Regions from separate parts of the Mus musculus genome. Here region 1 is linked to region 2. The links are chromatin contacts, called in public Hi-C maps. All regions are on one chromosome and are shown on one strand. The core of a region is the stretch at or near the end of the contact, and the rest is flanking DNA. Distances in the headings are between cores, read along the strand shown. Region 1 overlaps Fnbp1 (formin binding protein 1). Region 2 overlaps Gpr107 (G protein-coupled receptor 107).

Region 1 (5,533 bases), core at 121-2,620, 170 kb after region 2:
TCTTCAGATGACCTTTAAAGCCTGCGCCTGTCCCTGTGTCCCCTCACTTCTTTTTTAATTTCCTGTACTACCTTACATCCAGAAAGGATGGTGGATGAGCGTCTTCAGGCCGTTCTCTGAGAAAGTCGGTCTGCCGTGGACATCCTGTGGAACTGTACTGGCTCTGGGGGGAAGGGAATGCAGGATTTCCCCAGAAGCTCTACACTCCCTGTCCCCAGGACCCACTGCCTGTCACCCCTAGCTGCTAGTGTGCTGAGACAAGAATGACTCACTGTAAAAGAACCTGCCCTGCAGATGACTTAGAGATGGAAATAAAAGGAACGTGACATTTACCGCTTTTTTTTTTTCTATGCAGGACGTGAAGCTGCAATGGCCCCTCCCTCTAGGCTGAGCATGCTTATCCAGGGCCCCAGCCCAAACAACACACAGGGAGGCCATTAATGCCTTCTGGTGGCATCTGTAGTGAACGTAGAATGTCCACATGAAGTTAAAAAAAAAAAGTTCCGTTCCTGCCAGTATTTTTCCCAGAAATTGCCGTTTTGTGATTCCTTTTGATTTTGTGTCTGTATAACATCCAAAATGTCTCTAATACTGGCCCCAACTTCTCTTTTAACCTGACATCAAGCACCTTTTAAATCATGCGTGTGCAAGTTCGTGTATGTGTGTGTGTGCCTCTGTATGTGTGTGTGTGTGTGTGTGCGTGTGTGTGTGTGTGTGTGTGTGTGTGTGTGCGTGCTAATTCTAAGCCTTGAGGGCAGGGCACTGTTGGGAAGGCCCTCAGAGCTGTCAGGTCTTGGTCTTGCCTGTGACTCTGGAGGTGGAATTAAAACCAAACAAAGTGCTTTCAGTAGAGAGCACTCTTACCCATGTAATTAAATGTTAGTCCTTTCAATGTTAAATAAAGTATAACTTCTAGTGTACCTGGTTCTCTGTTGTATGAAGAAATGACGCTGGGCCTGGGGAGATGGCTTAGTGGGTAAAAAGCTGAGCACAGCAGGCGCCTGCCTGAACCCTCAACACTAGGGGGTGGCAGAAGCAGGTAGAGTTCTGTGAGTTCAAGGACAGCCAGGACACCCAAGGTTACACAGTGTGACCTGCCTCAAACAACTTAAGAAAGTGACAGAGAGCAATACCCAATGATAGTGATCTGGTCTCCTATATGTGTAAGTTGATGAAACACACCCATAAAAAATTGCACACACACACATACACACTCAGGGAGGGAAGGATTCTAGTCACAGAAGCTCCCAAGGCTGATGGCTGGCCTCTGGTCTTCTCTATCACTATGTAAACTCAAGAGGAGTCACTGTACCCAGGGAAAGGCTAGGGACCTCCTCATCTATAAATGTCACTTCCACGTCCTATCACAGTGACACATTGTGTCCAGGAATGGCAGGCATGTGGGGGAAGTAGTTCTGATGGGGGTGACTCCTTGGCAAGTGAGCATTTCCTTTTTTGCCCCTCCTCCTCCAGCTGGTTGGCCTCTGCCCTCAGGGATGCCAATGTGTGTGGGGGGAGTTTAAGCAAGGAGGACATGGTCACGGTCCACTTATGCCCCTCTTCCCGATGACTAGGCTAGATCTGTAAACCAGGTCAGCACTCTTTGAGTCTAAAGGACCACATGCAGGCCTGGAGTGTTGGCACACACCCTCAATTTCAGCACTCAGAAGGCAGAGACAGGAGGATCTCTGTGAATTCCAGGCCAGCGTGACTACATGGTGAGTTTCAGGCCAGCTAGGACTACATAGTCAGACCCTGTCTTAAAGCGGGTGGGTGGCACATGCCTGATACCCACTGGCTTGCCTGTTGGAGAGCAAGGTCCCACAGCTGGCTTTGAAAGACTGTAATACTCAGGAGGTAGACACAGGAGGGCCAGGGCCAGTTCAAGGCTGGTCTGGGCTAATAAATTACCATTCATCATAGGGACAATGTGCTGGAGAGTACCAGGTGACTGTTGCTAGCAAAAGATTAATTTTGGAAAGCCATTTCCAGAATGTTCTTTGAAGACTTGGTTGTTCCTTCAGAAAGGACTTTAGATCTGAACCAGGTATCTCTTTGGCTCTGACACTCTTAACAAAGCAGGTGACATGGCTCCAAACCAGGGAGTGGGCTGTAATTGCTATCCTGGTACTGGGGTTGCAGAGACGTTCTTAATTCACAAGATCAGAACAGTCACATGCTCTTGGGCTGGGTTTCTCCAAATACCAGCTCCAAATATTCTGGAAATACCAACTGGCCCAGGCACCCTCAGCGCCCCCTTGCCCTGGCCACACCCAGGCCCCAGGCGCCTTGGTGAGAGAATGTCGACCCCTAGTGGAAGAAAGCAGAACTGAAGTAGCATCCCTAAGTGACTATGGAGGAAGCCTAAGGGGCTGGGAAATCCCTCATCTCCCCTCTTCCCCTCCAGTATCAGCTTTGTGAGACCCCAAGTCACACTCTTAACTGCTGCTGCTGGGCAGTAGAATGGCTCAGGGGATGGAGGCAGCAGAGTCTTTGTGGCTCCCAAATCAGAGAATCAAAAGAAAGGACTCTCAAATTGCTGCTATCAAACATGAGCACTGTGTTCTGAGAAAGTAGGTGGTGGCTGGGCAGTGAATGTGGCAGCTGTAACCTGGGTTTTCAGGAGTTCCAGGCCAGCCTGGGCTACATAGCAGAACCCTGTTTCTGCAAAAAAATTAAAAGGTAGACTAAGCTTGGAGGGATAGATGTCTCCTGACTCTGCCCATCACTCAAAAAGAATCCTCATTTCCCTAGTCCCTGCAGTCCTTCCCTCTGGTGTCCAAATATGGGAAGACAACCAACCAGCGCCCAGTAGCCCCTCGGTGTCATATAAGGTACCCATTAGACTCCATCTGGAACATACTCGTCCCTGTCCAGTTGGTTTTTAGTGACATCAACTAGGGACAAACTGCCTTTGTCCTTAGAACCAGGCAGGCAGGAAGGATATTTCCAGTCCTGCAGTGTCCTGCTGGACAGTGCCCCAGAAAGGGACAGCACCAGTCTGTGCGGCCTCACACACACACACACACACACACACACACACACACACACACACACACCTCTCCATGTGAGGACCTCAAGGTTAGCTGCTCTATTTTCAGGGTCCAGGTTGGTACTGGTGCATCTATACCAATTTTCTCTGCTCCATTCTCCTGGTCCCGGAGAGAGAGGAAGCCTGATGCTAAAATTCTACTGATTTCTGGCTCAGAATTAGGTAGACTCAGGATGGTTGTCTTTGCCTTGGATCTAAAGCAGAACATGGACAGAAAGTACGCGCTTGCAGTCCATGCAACTTTGTGGACAGAACCGTAGACAATTAGAAATTGCATGGGTCCCCAAGGGCCAGCCACCTGCTCTGCAGTGATGGATGGTCACCTGCTTCCACAGAGAGGCACCGTCCTTCCCAGACTCCTCCTCAAAGAACCTGCCGTAGGGCTGGAAACTGGTCCCACCTCCCAGGCCCCAGGAACTTCTTCTGTGTCTCAGCTTGGGTAAATAGCTACCGACTAGTTGAGTTGCTAGATAGGTTCACCAGAGCATCTTAAGAGCTGAGTATTTATTTCAAGAAAACTACAGGTATATGTTGAGGCAAATCAGGGTCATTTCTAGCTTGCTCATTTTCCCACAGTTACCAAGCCCCTGAAATAACTCCAGACAGAATTTCACCTTGGGAAGCCCCCCACAGGTAGTAACTTGTTACATGTAAACAGAGGTGGGGCACAGGGACTCGTGTAGTCTAGACCGGCCTCCTCGTTTCATCAGGTGGCCAAGGTTGACCCTTCTGCCTCCTCCTGTAGTTTCTAACTCAAGCCGGTTCCACCAGTCCTGGATTAAGTGGTGGGGACTGAATCCATGCATATCAGATAGATGGATTCTCTATCAACAGAGGCATATTCCCAGTTCTAAAGGTGACTTTTTGTTTAGTGGACTTTTTGTTTGTTTTGAGATGAAGTCTATAGCCCAGGCTAGCCTCCAGCCCACTATGTAGCTGATCTTGAACTCCTGACCCTCCTCCCTCTGCCTTGCCAACGCTGGTCTAGAGATCATCATTGCTTCTGGCTTTGGGAAGGTTTTAACCTTGGTTTCTATTCTGTGCTCCTAAGCCCTTCAGTATGGCGGGACATCAATGGCCACAGTCAACTCTCCCACACAGAACTGATTAAACGTGGGACCCATAACAGGCTTGACCACTGAGTTACACCCCAAGTCCCTAACTGAATGCTTTTAAAGTGATACAAACTCTAATTCTTCTTCCCCCAGAAAGCAAATATAGATGGGACTGGAGTTGGGAAGCCAATATGTGGGATGTGCTGGCCACTAACACATCCCTGCTGGGCCCTCTGTGTGGTTGGTGGGTTGGTGGGGTAAAGATACAGTTGGTATTTCAAGTGTTCCACCAGCTCTTGCCAGAAGCTTCCACAGGGTCTCTGGCTGTGTTCATCACCACTGAAGGCAGACGCCACAGTGTCACAGTACAAGCTAGGGGCAGGAGAGGAACAAGTATTTATTGTGACATTCTGAACACAAACCAGACTGCGTCACAGTAGTGCAATGAGCTAAGGGCTCTACAACAGAGACTTCAAAAGATGGCAGCCAACAGGGCACGTCCCAGCAGCAGCCGGCCATGGACCCACTTGCCACCCACCACAGTGGGACACTGAACACCCAGGCCTTTGGGGATGAGCTGCTGGTACCCACTTCTGAAGAGACAGGTGGCCACTGGAGCCCTCTTGGTCCCAGGATCCCCCCCTCACCACTCCAGACTTAGCTTTGAACACCCTGCCCTGGAAGTTCGGTTAGGTTTCTCCAGGATCTCAGACATACATAGGACAATCTCTCTAGGCTCAGCAGGTCCAGGACACAGACCACATCTCAGAATTGGCTCAAGACACCAAGGCTAGGGGGTGGCTAGGGGACCAGGCTCACTCCAGACCGCACAGAGGATGAAGGAGCGTCAGACAGTGGGCCAGTGCATGAGGTATCTGTTTTCCCTCCCCCAGGGTCTTAGGAGCCTCTTCACAGAGCAAATGACAGTTGGTCTGCCAGTGGTCTCAGCAGGACAAGGTGGCAGGTCCTCTACCCTCTAAAGCAAAGCTTGCCCTTTCTCTGTCCCACTACAATAGTCAACAGAACAAACACGGGCAGCAGGGGTCTCCATCATGATATAGGGGCTGCTGGCCTACACAAAGAGCCCTGCATCCATTCTGCCCCTGTGTGTAGACATCTACTTCTCTGAGTCCCCAAGGGGTTGGGCCAAGTATACAGCAGATAATACCCAAAAGGTTGCAGCTGCTCCTAGCCCCCCATCCCAGGGGTCAGCATTACCTAAGGGGCAGCATGGGGCTCCTGGGACAAAAGCTGGGCCCAAGTTAGCAAGAGGGCAAATTTGGGGACACAGCGATGACAGAGTCCTCCGAGCGAATATATTTCCCAGCACAGCATCTCTCAGGGCGGACCAGCCGCTCTCAGCCTCTGTACCAGGCACACAGCAGCTCAGCTGCAGGGCAGACACACCCTCTGGGGAATGTCGAAC
Region 2 (5,399 bases), core at 2,103-4,602:
ACAGAAAGCTTCACACAGCCAGACATGGAACTCACACCTGCAGTTGGGCCCAGCACTTGTGAGGCTGAGGTAGAGGATCATCATGAGTTCTGGACCAGCCTGGGCTACAGAGTGAGATCTGGTCTGGGCTAGGGCAAAATCCTCACTCAAAAACGACAAATACCCAAGGCTCAGTGGGTAAAGCACCCGCTGAACAAGCAGGAAGCCAGGAAGTCAGAGTCCCCAGACATGAGAGCCAATGTAGCCACTTGCCCGCCCATCTGCTTCCCAGAGTGCTGCTCCAGCCAGTGGCAGGTGAAGACCCCGGTCTGGGGTACACAGAGCTGATAACGGAGGGGACCTTAATGGCCTCCACCTGCATGTCATGGTGTACACAACCATGCAGAGAGAATGGAATAAAAAGCAAACAAACAACTTAATATAGACACACAGGTCTGTATCTTCTAAACCCTCAAACAGACCTACTGCCCAGACACGGGCTGAGAAGCCGCGCCTGCAGGGACTCAAGATGAAACAGAATCACGGCACTGTAGTCACCGCTATGGTGCATCCTGCAGGCTTCTTGTGAACACACCCAAGTAAAACAACACCTTCCCAGGAGGTAACCAAGGCTAGTGACACCGGAAACAAACACAAGTGTCCTGCAGAGAGGAACACCTTGCTGCTGTTAACGTTCACAGGTGCAGATTCTGCCTTTTGAGGCTCTGCCCCTGCCTGCCTGCTTGTGATGTCATCTGCCAGGTGAACACAGTGTGATGCCATGTATCAGGCGGAGCACACTGTTTCAGTGACAGCACTGCCCTCTCAGCTGCTGAAGCATTTCTTAAACAGCTCCACGTTGGTGTGTCCCCTCTGAGTTGGTGTGTCCCCTCCGTGTTGGTGTGTCCCCTTCGTGTTGGTGTGTCCCCTCCGTGTTGGTGTGTCCCCTCTGCGTGCCCGTAAGGGGTTTAAGAAGCTCTTGCTCACGTCGCCACCGTGCGCTTTCCTATACTTTATACTCAAAGTACAGCTTGTGTCCTGGCAATGAGCGCTGATCCAGCAGCTGTCCTTTCTTGAGACACAAGGCTTATGACCCATACACCGCAAGACCAAATGGACTTTCTACTTGCCACCCTGGGGCTGAGACTTGATGACACAAACACTTGCTGGATCGACACAGGCACTCAGAGAACACAAACCTGGCTCACCCGACAAGCAGGCACCAGGGAACAACTTGGTGGCCTGGCTCGAGACGACTCTGAGGGTAAGAGCACTCACTGCTCTTTGAGAGGGGCTGGGTTGGATTCTCAGCACCCATGTGGCGACTCAGCCTGTAACTCCGAGCCCCAGGGGATCTGGTGCCCTTATCTAGCCTCAGGGTACCAGACACGCATCTGGTATATATACATATACACAGTCAAAAGACTCGTGCACAAAACAAAGTAAAATGTAATAAATAAAAGAACTTGGTAGTTGCTGTGGTGGGGCAGCTCTGACCCTGCACAGACACCATTGTAACACGTCTGCACCCGTGAGGCACTCTGAGAAAAGAGCTGCTTGTGGTGGTTTGAGTAAGAATGGCCCCCTAGGGTCTAGACTCTCACTCACTCTCACTCTCTCTCCCTCCTCCTCCTCCTCCTCCTCTCTCTCTCTCTCTCTCTCTCTCCCTCTCTCTCTCTCTCTCTCTCTCCAGGCTCTCACTCACTCTCTCACTCTCACTCTTTCTCCCTCCTCTCCCTCTCCCTCTCTCTCTCTCTCTCTCTCTCTCTTTAGATCAGGATGTAGCTCTCCAGCACCCTGCTGCCATGCCTGCCACCATGTCCCTTGCCATGATCAAACTGTAAGCAAGCCCCCAATTAAACACTGTCCTTTATAAGAGTTGTTGTGGCATGGTGTTTCTTCAAAGCAATAGATCAATAACTAAGACTGTACTAAAAATGGTCTATGAAGCCACTGTGACCTAAAGAGCCCCAAGACGGTATTGGAACCGTGTTCTATGGAGAGGTCGCTCAGAATGAGGCCATGCCTCCACCAGCCTGCAGCTCTCCCATCACCACATCTTTCTGAAGTGGATGTAAAATGGAAGGCTCTTTAGAATACTTCTCCTGCCTTTCCCTCAGGAACAGAAGGCAAGAAAGGATGACTAGAGGTAGGGCCCGTCAATCAAGTTATCAGCATGTCCCCAAGCCAGTGCTGTAAGACAGAGAGTTGGAGCAAGGAAGAATCCTGCAGGTTCCAGGGCCAAGCAGCCAGTAGATCTTGGCTGGAGCACAGAGAGCCACTGCACACTCTCTTATGAGACTCACCCAGGCGCCTCAAAGCTATGGACAGAGAGATGCTTCGGCAATGTGGTGGGAATGAAAAGGGCAGACTCAGGCAGCTGCTCCTTATCGCTTCCCTCTGGGCTTCTTCAAGTTCAGCCAAAGGGACTCGAGAGAGCAGGGGTACACACGAGCCCAACCAACATTCTCCAAAAGCCACGCTCAACAGCTCAACAGCATCTTCCCGCTTCCTCAGCCTCACTGCGCCTACACAAGCCGGAGTCATGGTGAAGGCCAGGGAACAAGGCAATAGAAGACGAAGTGGAGCACCAGGCTCCAGCTGACCCTGGGGCCTCCACACCCTCAACAGACTGAGGCTGGCTGTCCTAAGACAGGCAAGACCCACAGAGAGTGGCCAAGGGGCCGGAGGACCCACCACATACTAGGAACCAGCAGCCAGCGCCTGCCCCACAGGCAAGGCCACACTGTGGTGACACTGACCCTGGCCTGCTAGCCCAGTATGCTGATACCCATGCTTCTCTGGGGAACTTCCTCCATGGGAACATGGCTTCTTTGACTCTGGAAGTTGTTTTTCGAAGAACAGAGTAAAGTCCACACTTATGGGTCAGTTCAAAAACACCCTGTAGAGAAGAGTCCCCCATTCTGTCACTCGCCTTTCTTCTGGACAAGGGGTTCTGTGAGGGTGTAACTCCTAGGCTGGGATGCAAGATCATTTTTACAAATAGAGAAGTCACATACTGCCACCCAGTGGAAGGCAGAAGAACAGCCTCGTGTGACCCTGATCTATACACCCACAGTTCTCAAGCTGGAGGTCCTGACCCCATTGAGGGTTTAACACACAGGGGTCACCTAAGACCATCTGAAAACACAATTGTTTACATTACCATTCATTACAGTAACAAAATTAGTTATAAAGTAGCAAAAAAATCACTTTATGGTTGGGGTCACCACAACATGACAAACTGTATTAAGGAGTGGCAGCGTTAGGAAGGTTGAGAAAAAGATAACTTTTCTGCAGACTGTCTTCATTGCAGGACCTGCCGTGCTGTCTACCCAAGGCTAAGTTCTTTCTTGCCATCCTCAACCAAGAGCACTGTGGATGAATCATCACAGACCAATCTCCAGTCACACCCAGGACAAGATGGAGGACAAAGCAGGGACAGCAAAATGGGCAGAAGCTAGAATGACAAGTAGCGAAAGATGGTAAAAAAGGGCCAAAGGCCATCCCATCACCAGGGGACCACACAGCCTAGGAGACAATCAGGCAGAACTTTCCACTTGGGGAGCACTACCTCTAGGATATTAATTTAGAAACACCAAAACGTGCAAGGAGAAAGGTAGCATGAGACAGGAGGATCTCTGTGAGTTCCAGGGTAGTCAGTGAGACTGGTCTCAAAGAACAAAACCAAAACACAAAACCAAAAACACAAAAAGGGCTGGAGAGGTGGCTTAGCGGTTCTGAGCACTGGCTGCTCCCCCAGAGGACCTGGGTTCAATTCCCAGGACAGTACCACAGCTGTCTGTGAATTACTCATATGGAATATAGACTATATGCAGGCAGAACAATGCGCACATGAAATGAAGGAATGAAGGAACGAATGAATGAATGAATAAATAAAATCTCATCTTAATACACTGAGGACGGGCAGTGGTGGCGCACACCTTTAATCCCAGCACTTGGGAGGCAGAGGCAGTCGGATTTCTGAGTTCAAGGCCAGCCTGGTCTACAGAGTGAGTTCCAGGACAGCCAGGGCCACACAGAGAAACCCTGTCTCAAAAAATCAAATAATAATAATAATAAAACCCTGTAAAAAGCCCCTATGCATTAAGTTATAAAAGCAATGCCACCTTTTAATATAATGTACATACAACAACAATGGGCTCAAAACACTCCTGAACATAGCCAGGCAGGCTTTCTCCCAGACCAGGTGATTCCTAAGGCTCTCTTCTGCCCACTGCAGAGGGTGGCAAGGTTACAGGCCTGATGCCCAAACAAACTGCCTGTGCTCCAGCTGCTGAGGGTGTGATGCGGGGTGGTGGTGGGGGGAGGGGGTGCCAAAGCCCTTGGGAAGAAAGAAGAAGGAATGACAGGAAGTCTGAATCTCAGCACTAGAGAGAACCAAAGCTGGCCCTGAGCACGTGTGGAGGCCTCGACGGGCAGTGAGCGCCTCCTATACAGGGCTGCCCAGTGCTGCAGAAGCCTGGACAGTGTATGGGCTATTCTAGGCCCAAGCTGAACAGAACATAAATACCCAGTGAGCACAGTCAGGTCTTGAAGAGAACTGAACCCTCAAAGCCGGGAGTCCTGTGGACACAGCCGGGAGGACGGGCAGCTCAGTGGTAATGTCCACGTTGTACTTCATCTCAACACCAAACCCACTAAACAACCCCCAAAATAAAACAAAGTGATCTACGTTATCAAGCCTAGAAAATGATATATAGCTAGCGTGTTTTGTCTAAAATGAATCCATACTTTTCTAACAACAACTGCTCAGTGATGAAGTTCTGGGGTGCAGCTAGGGGAGCAATTTCATGTGTTCCAAGAGCTGTTCCCCACCCTGTGGGCCAGTCCGCAGACTGGTGTAGAGCAGAAACACATGGGTCATTCTCTGCTGGGCATCAGGTGCAAAGGCAAGCTCGCCTGCAGACATCAGAGCTCAGGGCTGGACACCAGGCAACACAGAGCTTTATTGGCCTGAGTCTCTCACTTTGGAGAAACACAGGCATGCACTGTGTTGCAGCAGCCAGAAGGAAGCCACACGCTGCCACCTCCACCCCCAGACCCAGTGTTCCCACAGCCCACTGCTCTCCGACCTTTCCCAGACTCCAACAGTCTCTCCTGAGACAAGACTTCCTATTGGATTTGGTTTTGAAAGGTGAAGATCTTTAATCTGAGCAGGCAGATGGACCTCTGAGTTTCAGGCCAGCCTGATCTACAGAGTGGGTTCTAGGACAGAGAAACCCTGTCTTGAAAAACAAAACAAGCCAGGCGTGGTGGCACACGCCTTTAATCCCAGCACTCGGGAGGCAGAGGCAGGCTGATTTCTGAGTGTGAGGCCAGCCTGGTCTACAGAGTGAGCTCCAGGACAGCCAGGGCTACACAGAGAAACCCTGTCTCAAAAAACCAAAAACCCAAAA

Evidence for each region. A called contact is a pair of places that touch in the nucleus more often than the background predicts.
Region 1: a contact with region 2 is called in a Hi-C map of bone marrow-derived macrophages, with 24 read pairs. The contact joins two enhancer-like sites. A contact is called at or near these places in 11 of 39 promoter capture datasets (the 3T3-L1 cell line, the C10 cell line, the HPC-7 cell line and 6 more), 1 of 15 datasets of contacts at CTCF or cohesin (large pre-B cells), 5 of 484 Hi-C or Micro-C datasets (bone marrow-derived macrophages, cranial neural crest, nephron progenitors and 2 more), 1 of 115 datasets of contacts at active chromatin or transcription factors (Th17 cells) and 4 of 9 other capture datasets (adipose tissue, embryonic stem cells, liver and 1 more).

Annotation. Positions count from the first base shown.
Region 1 is chr2:31,021,593-31,027,125 of GRCm38.p6, reverse strand. Fnbp1 (formin binding protein 1) reads left to right here. Exons shown (of 17, transcript NM_001177648.1): 17 at 1-920. Usp20 (ubiquitin specific peptidase 20) reads right to left here. Exons shown (of 25, transcript NM_028846.5): 25 at 4,471-5,533. Among named protein-coding and RNA genes, the nearest start is that of Gm39786, 28 kb to the right of the region's middle. Within about 2 kb of position 1,370, at least 62 of the 459 cell types and tissues checked have an H3K27ac peak or open chromatin away from gene starts, as enhancers often do. A contact at or near this core is called in bone marrow-derived macrophages, where this site is marked.
Region 2 is chr2:31,192,139-31,197,537 of GRCm38.p6, reverse strand. All of the region lies in intron 14 of Gpr107 (G protein-coupled receptor 107), which reads right to left. Among named protein-coding and RNA genes, the nearest start is that of Gm22516, 5.1 kb to the right of the region's middle. Within about 2 kb of position 3,352, at least 8 of the 459 cell types and tissues checked have an H3K27ac peak or open chromatin away from gene starts, as enhancers often do. A contact at or near this core is called in bone marrow-derived macrophages, where this site is marked.